Linked DNA regions of Capra hircus: region 1 is linked to region 2. A link is a contact called in public Hi-C data. All regions are on one chromosome and are shown on one strand. The core of a region is the stretch at or near the end of the contact, and the rest is flanking DNA. Distances in the headings are between cores, read along the strand shown.

What was found. A called contact is a pair of places that touch in the nucleus more often than the background predicts.
Region 1: a Hi-C map of blood shows a contact between it and region 2, with 4 times the contacts expected there. The contact joins the enhancer-like site here to the promoter of PSD2 in region 2. A contact is called at or near these places in 3 of 5 Hi-C or Micro-C datasets (all in blood).

What each region holds. Positions count from the first base shown.
Region 1 is chr7:59,659,893-59,664,103 of ARS1.2, reverse strand. No RefSeq gene overlaps it. Among named protein-coding and RNA genes, the nearest start is that of CXXC5, 10 kb to the right of the region's middle. Within about 2 kb of position 1,418, at least 5 of the 5 cell types and tissues checked have an H3K27ac peak or open chromatin away from gene starts, as enhancers often do.
Region 2 is chr7:59,547,513-59,551,511 of ARS1.2, reverse strand. PSD2 (PH and SEC7 domain-containing protein 2) reads left to right here and starts at 1,642. Exons shown (of 16, transcript XM_018050299.1): 1 at 1,642-1,718.

The DNA.
Region 1 (4,211 bases), core at 169-2,668, 110 kb before region 2:
GAGAGTGATGTTATTAAGTAGTTATAATCATTATATTGATATGACTTAATTAGTATGTGTTGTGTGTGTTAGTTGCTCAGTCGTGCCCGACTCTGCGACCCCATGGACTGCAATCCACCAGGTTCCTCTGTCCATGAGATTTTCCAGGCAAGGATTCTGGAGTGGGTTGCCCATTTCCTTCTCCAGGGGATCTTCCCAACCCAGGGATCAAACCTGGGTCTCCTGCACTGCAGGCAGATTCTTTACCGACTGAGCTACAAGGGAAGCCTGAAATATTTTGGCCACATGGCATGTGGAATCTTAGTTCCTAGATCAGGGATTGAACCTACAACCCCCTACAGTGGAAGCGCAGAGTCTTAACCACTGGACTGCCACGGAATAATCCCAGTACCCACTGTGTTTTGAATGCTTACCAGGTACTTGGCCCAGTACTAAGTGCCTAACCTGCTCATTGGTTCTGTAAGAGCCCTCAGAGTTAATGCTGGTTTGCCTGTGCCACAATATTTATTTTCCCATGTTATATTCATATTGGGGGGTGAGATTCAGCTGCATCTGTTGTCTTAGTTGCTGAAATGCAACTTGTGGCAGTGTGGGGCCCTGTTGTATACCTGGGCTCTCTATCCTTTTGGGTTGCCAATACGGGGCACTGTTGTTTCTTAGTTTTAAGACCCAATTTGACAATGTTCTTTGAGGTGATGGTGTATAATTCGGTTGTGACTTTTTTGTTTTGTTGTGACTTTGTTGTGCAACCAGAGTATGTGACTCCCTTCTGTCATGTAGTTGAGACCAGCTAGTGGAATGCATGACTTTTGTGTCTTGGTGATAATTGTGGGTGTCTACTGAAGCGACTTAGCAGCAGTAGCAGCAGCAGTGTAGATCACCGGTTGTGGTGGTGGTGTGAACTGGTTGTGTGATACTGTGGCTGTATTGTTATTTGTGTGTGTCCGTGGGAACCATTTGTTTGACCCCTTGACCTCCTGCCATAACTTGTCTCAGACACTGTTCAGTTCAGTTCAGTCCAGTCACTCGGTCGTGTCCGACTCCTTGCGACCCCATGAATCGCAGCACGCCAGGCACTGTAGTAGTGTGCAATAACTCCATGTGGTGAGTGTGCTTCCTTGGTGGGGGCTGTGGCCCATAGTGACCCATCCCTGTACAGACTGTGTGTCCATGTGACCCCATGTGCCGCTGAGCCCCTTATGGGGTCTGCGTGTTATTTGACCTCAGCCGCAGATGCCCCCACCTCTGCCAGCCCCGCTGCCCCTCCCCCGCGCCGCCCGCCCGCGCCTTGCAGCGATCGATCGCCATTGATTGTCCCTGACGAGCTGCTCCACTTTCCAGCCAATGTCAGGAGGGGGGATCTCCGCCGCCCTGGCGGTGTCATTTCCACACACTCCCTGGGCTGCCGCCAGTGCGGGCGCCACTAAGAGCCGGCCTGGATCGCCCGGAGCGCGGACCGCGGACCGCGCCGCCCACACCATTCCAGGACGCCCGACGGCGAGGCCTGACCAGCGCCCCCCAACCCCCACCTCCGCCTGCCTGGCCTGCGGCCCTGCACCCAGACCCTCCTCCCTGGGTGGGTGGATGTTGTCGATACACCAGTTTGAGCTGGCCCGGGGGAGGGTTGGGGCACGCTCCTTTAGCCCTTGTGCTTGGGTGGGGGCGTGAGGGGCCGTTTCCGGCGGGCGGAGGCGCCTGCGGGCCAACTTTGCCGCGGCCCAAACAGATGCTAATGATTTTCCGGGAGGCGCCGGTTATCTCTGGCCCCAGCCAGCCAGTACTCTGGCCTGGGCTGGGCGTAGCTCCCCACCCTCCCTTTCACCCTTCTGACCCTCGCCAAATGACCACCTGGCCCCAAGCGGACAGTGAGGGTCGCAGGCTGCCCAGGGCGCCCCCAGAGCTCTGGCTACAAGGGGATATTTGCTCCTGTTCACCCAAAATGCTGCTGCATCCTCTGAGCCCCTTCCCAGCTCTGGCCTCTGCTCCTCAGCTCCCAGTCTAAACAGGGGAAACTGAGGCTCGGTAAAGCCCAATGCAAAGTCATGCTGACACAGTGCCTGCCGGGCTGAGTGGGTCATGCTCTTTCGAGGCCACGCTGTCGGGGTCGGGGACTCACAGCCTCCCTGGTCCCCCTTTGCCCAGGGGCCAGAGCCAGTTTCCAGGCTCCCCCATGGAAGTGCTGACGTGGCTTTGGGCAGCTGTCTGGGGCCGGGAAGCGGGGCAGATGTCACAGCCCAGGGGAGGAGGCGGCTCCAAGGGCGGGCAGGGCCTCTTTCCTGGCGAGACACGCCTCCTCCCCTAGCCTGGCGTGGTCTGGGGCTGGGGCACAGCCACTGGCCAGGCTGACCCGCCTCCAAGTGTAGCTCCAGCACCTCTGTGTGGCAGCGGACAAGCACTGTAACTTCTCTGGTCCTCTTCCTTCCCCCTGGAGGAATAGAACAGCACCTGCTTTGGATGAGTGTGAACCTCAGGTGAAAGCAGAGGTGTGCAAAGCCCCCAGTCCAGTGCTGGACACACTGTTCCCCACTCAACATGTGTTATTTATTATTACTATTGTCTGTCATTATAAGTGGGACTTTCGTGTGTCCAGAAGCAAAACCGAGTCCTGAGAGTGCCAGCTGGCTTTAGAGGTCATTCCAGCCAGCCTCCTGCCTCAGTGCCCCTGGCCTTCTGCATTTCTCATGCCTGTCTAGCTTTGTTTCTTCTCATTGAAGTGTCAGCCCCCCTCAGCTCTGCCTGCTGCCAAGCTGCCCCCACCCGCTCTTATCGGTGTGGTTCCCGCCTATCTGGCCGCCACATTGGGTCCCTCGAGCAGCATAGCCCCCCTGGGAACAGCAATCGATGGGGCGGAACAGCCTCCCTGACAGATGGACCCACGGAGGCTGGGCTGCTTCAGCAGAGCTCCCTAGGAAACCAGAGACAGGAGCGGAGCCACTGTGGCTGCCTCCTAAATAGAAGTGGGAGGGGGTGGAGAGATGAGGAGGAGGCCAAAGCTTGCAGCCAGCCCCAGGCTGAGCCAGCCCCCTGGGGATGGGCCTGGAGGGGTAGGGCAACCTCTACCTAGGATCTAGGCTTTTCTATAGGCCCAGATCCTCTTGAGGGGAGGGCTCTGTACAGCTTGCTTGGTAGATAGGATATGTCCAGAGTTGTGCTCCTGGGCAGGTGAAGTTTTGCCATGCATTCCCCTCCGCCAACCATGAGCACTTTTACTAACAAGCCCAGAGGCTGGTGGGTAGGTGGGTAGGCAGGCGGCTTACCATATTCTTCAGGCCACAAGGAGCCTGTTGCTCTGCCTGTGGGCAGTAAGAGATGATGAAGTGTGTGTGTCTGTGTGTGTGTGTGGAGGATGCCTCCTGTCTCCTACCAGACTCCCAGATTAGTCAGGGACTTCTTCCCAGGTTTCTCAACCTCAGCACTAGTGACATTTTGGGCCATTGGATTCTTTGTCCTCTGCATTGTATGATGCTTAGCGGCAGTTGTGACAACCAAAAATGTCTCCAGATATTCCCCAGTGTCTCCTGGGAGGCAAAATCAGCTCAAGTTGAGAACTGCTGTCTAACCTGAAGACCAGCCCCCTGGGTTGGAAGGTGTGGCTAGGACCTCATGGGTGTGCCATATAGTCTCTTAAATATTGAGTGTAAAGGGAGGTTTCCAGAAAGGCTCTGTCCCCAGCTGCCTCAGGCCCAGGAGGGTGGGAGACACCCTCCCTGCCTCCCCAGGGCCCCAACTGCTAGGTTGGAGGGAGCCGAGCTTGCCTGAGACGGCAGGGCGTTTGGCGTCACTGCTCAGCTGCACCAGGCTTGGTGCCAACACCTTACTGCTGAGACTACATAGCATGGGGGTGGGGGAGTCGGGGCGTTCATGGGGATACTCAGGCTGCCTGGGAGACCTTCTGTCCAGCCAGCTTGAGATGAAGGGAGCCAACATGGATGATCAGCCTCCTCCCTTCCCCTGGTGCCCTGGCAATGTCTCTGCTGCCTCTCCTAGGCCTGTGTTGGTTTGGGAGTAGGTCTAGCAGGCCTGAGAGCCAGTGGGGGCTACTGCTTGGAGCAGGAGGATTGTGGACATAAGTCCAGCGGGCCCAGCCAGCTGACAGCTGGGCCACCTGAGTGCTGGGCTCTCCCCTTTAGGAAAGGGAGAGAATACACTGTGGGCTGGCTAAATGGTACCTGAGTCCCCTCAACCCACAAGCCCTTGGGCCAGAGGATTGG
Region 2 (3,999 bases), core at 393-2,892:
CATCTGTGTCACAGGTATGAGAACACCTTCTTCCTGGGCAGGATGGGGAGTAAAACATGAAGTCTAAAATGCAAAGTGCCACAGGGGCCTGAGAAGTGCGTCATGCCTGTTTGGTCCTTCCTACCTGGCCTGGCAGCCTGACCTGTGAGACTGCATAGACCACAGACTTCATTCAATAACCATTATGAAGCACCTACTGTCTGAGGAGCACAGGGCCTGTGATGGTCCAGGGGAGGTGCCTGACTCAGGTCAGGAGGCAAGGGAAGGCTTCTTAGCAGAGCTGACATTCATGCCAAGACTCAAAGGATGAGTGTGAATTTGCCAGAAAAGGGGCCTGGTGGGGAAGAAGGGTACTAAGTGCAGGGAAAGAAGAGCAGGTCTTGAGCCCAGGGTTCAGGGCGAGCAGTGCTATGGCGGCAGCAGGATGCGTGGCCAGGAGCAGAGGGAGGAGGTGAGGTGGGGTCTTGGGGCTCAGCAGTAGTGCTGTGGATTTTATCCTGAGGGCACTGGGGAGCCACAGAAGGTTATAGGCAAGGGTGGCACAGTCAGAGTGGAATAAGGCCCAGTGGAGGGCACTCAGGGTGCCCACCCCTGTGCCCTCATCTCTCACAGGCCCTCAGAGCAGCCAGGCTGGAGCTTCAGAGCCCTTGAGTAACTCCTCAGGTTTTCCCACCCCATTTCTTTGTCAGGGCTTCCTCCCCACCTGGAAATTATTTCCCTGGAGAAGCCAACACCCTCCCCTGACCATGAAGACACAGCACGGGGAGGCAGAGCAGCCCTCAGTCCCCTTTCCTTTCCAGGCCTCCTCATCAGTGAGCCAATAGGAGACAGGGTTGGTAGAATGTGTGCGAACTGAGCGAAAGAAAGACAGTTGGCTTAGTTCGTGCAGTGTTCCTGGCCCTCAGGTAAGAATAAAATACACGTGCACGCACAGGCTACAAAATGCGAACTGTGAGTCTACACCTGAGTGAAATGTCCTTATATTTGCATTTAAAACTGGCCTTGCACAAGGTAAAGGTGAATGGTAAAAGTCATGCTAGTCATTAGAATTTTTAATTTTTCTTTACTTAGAATGACATTAAATAGCCGATAAGAATGATCATAACAAGTTGAGAGACCACACAGGAAAGGAAACAGCTTTATGTATATTAATATTAGGCACTGTTTCCTTCCTTTTTGGACAAGGAAGGGGCTCTGCATTTCCATTTTTTGATGGGTCCTGCTCTGGGTGAAAGACCCCCTCCACATCTGCTTTAGGGTGGGAGCTATGAGGTGGGGACTCGGGGCTGCCTCAGCCCTGGGCAGTCCTTCTGTGGTGCAGTCAGTGTGGTGAGTGAGGCTCTTAATTCCCTGAACCCAGGGGTGTAAGGCAGGAGATGGAACTGCCTCCTTTTCCATCATGTCCCTCCTAGCTGGGGAAGACTTAGCCCTTTCTGGGGGTCCTGCTTCTCCCAGTCAAGGGTTTGGGATGGCATCGGAGGAGGCCAGCCCCTCAGGCCTGAAGATGATGCTGTCCTTGGCCTGGGAGGACCTCTTCACTGATTATCGTGCAACTATCCAGTCTGCAGGCCCCAGAGGACTCCTGGCTCCTTCCCCCTAAGACAGGGCTCCGCAAGGTCGTGACCTGCAGAGGGACCTCGGAAGCAGGCTGTTGTGAAGCTGTAGGCGGCTTCTGTCTCCCCTCTTCCAGTGCCACCCCAACTGGGTGAACAAGACAGGTGGGTTCTTTCTCTTTGGCTTGCTTTTGAGGGGCAGTGAAGGGAAGAGGGGAAGCCCTGTGGCAGGGATCAGCCAGCAACCTGGCTCCTACAGAGGCAGTGGAGGGTGGGAGTGCAGTGGGGTGGGGAAGAAGGAGCCTCCTCAGACTAGGCCTCTGAGGGGAGGTTGTCTGGGGGTAGTTAAGACTCCCTTGCCATTGTTTGCCTCCTGTTCTAGTCTCACCAACTTGCCCAAGCTCTCTGACCCTACTTCCTCCTTGATATCTCAGGATAATGACTGAACTTGCCCCAAAGACTGCTGTGAACATTCTCTGAGCTAATGCACAAACAGCATTTAGTGTGGAGCTTGGCATTTAGAAGCCACCACTCACAGAAGCTCATGTGTTGTGGAAAAGGAGGTTGGTGACTTGGTGAGACCTCCCTCCTCTGCCACCGAGAATGCCCTCCATCCCCTCTCCCTCCTGGGCCCGCCTCCTTTCCCCTTTCCCCTGCCTCCCCTCCTCCTCTCCCTGCTGTTCCTCTAGCATACCAGGCTTGCGCTCACCTCAGGGCCTTGGCACTTGCCGCTCCCTCTCTCTGCAGCTCTGGACTCTCAGATGCTTGGAGACTGACTCTCATTTCTTGGGTCCCACATAAATGTCCCCCCCTCCGGATGGTGTGCCTGACTGTGCTAGCTGCTGTCTTCCTGGTGAAGCCGCTCTTACATTTCACCTGATAGGTGATAATTTTGTTTACTTGGTTATTCAGCATCTTTCTTCCTCCCTCTGCCAGGTAGTGAGCCTCAGGTAGGTGGGCGCCTCATCTCTCATGTTTCCCAAGACCTCAGTGACTGGCAGCACATAACAGATACACTGCAAAGACGGAGCCCTGCTTCCCTGGAGTTCACAATTTAGTGAGTGAGGTGGGATTAAGCAAGCAAGTGTTTTGATACATATTTTTTATTTATTATTTTTCATGATGGTAAGATATATATATATATAAATAAATATATATAATGTTTGTAACCATTTTTAAGTACACAGTTCAGTGACATTGAGTCTTTTCACATTGTTGTGTAACCATCACCACCATCTATCTCCAGAACTATTTTTATTCTTCAAAACTGAAACTCTGTATCTATTAAACAACTCCCCATTCCTTGCACCCTCTCCAGCCCTGGCAACCACCATTTTCCTTTTTGTCCCCAAGAATTTGCCTACTCTATGTCGCTCTAATAAGTGGAATCATGCACTATTTGTCTTCTTGTGACTGGGTTAGTTTGCTTAGCATAATGTCCTCAAGATTTATCCATTTTGTAGCATGTATCAGAATCCCCTCCATTTTTATGGCTGAATAATATTCCATTGCATGTATATATTGCCCTTTGTTGATCCATTTTTCTGTCGATGAACGTTTGGGTTACTTCCACCGCTTGGCCGCTGTATATAATGGTTCTGTGAACATGGGTGTACACATATCTTTCCAAGACCCTGCTTTCGATTCTTTCGTGTGTATACTCAGAGGTGGAATGATAGGATCATATGTTACTTCTTTTTTTAACTTTTTGAGGAATCAGCATTTTATTTATTACCTCAGTGGCTGCAACCTTTTACATTCCCATTAACAGTGCAAAAGGGCTCCAAATTTCTCTGCATCTTCACCAACACTTGTTATATTCTGCTTAATTTTTTTAGTAGTCATCCTAATGAGTGTGACGTGGTATCTCACTGTGGCTTTGATTTGCATTTCTCTAATGATTAGGGTACACATTATGAAAGAATGTTTGGAGAGAATGGAGAGTAGGGAGCCTTTTAGCTCTGGTGGTCTGGATGAAGGTGGTATTTCAACTGAGGCAGAAGGGAAGGGGGCAGCCAGTGGAGGATCTGGGGGAAAAATATTTTGGGGAGAGAAAACAGTAAGTGAATGGGCTTGACGTGTGAGTGAGTGCTGTATATTTTTGCTGGAGAAATAGTGAGTAATGGGCAGGCGGATGGAGGTGGGAGATGTGGTCTGAGGGGTAGACTAGGTTACCGAGGACTTTTAGGCCAGGGAAAGGAGTTTTTATTTGCAATTTACAGCAAGCACTGGTTTCCTTAGATCGTGGGCAGGAGCGGGGCCAAGGCGAAACACAGGGGACAGAGGGGTGGATGGATGGAAAAGGGGGCTGATTGGGCAGTGATGTCATTGTGTGTGAGTGTGCGCACAGGGCTGGTGTGTGCCTGTGTGTGTGTGTGTGTGCATGTGGCAGCCTGAGCCATGTGGGTGTTTACGTGCACGTGTGTGTGTGTGTGTGTGTGTGTGT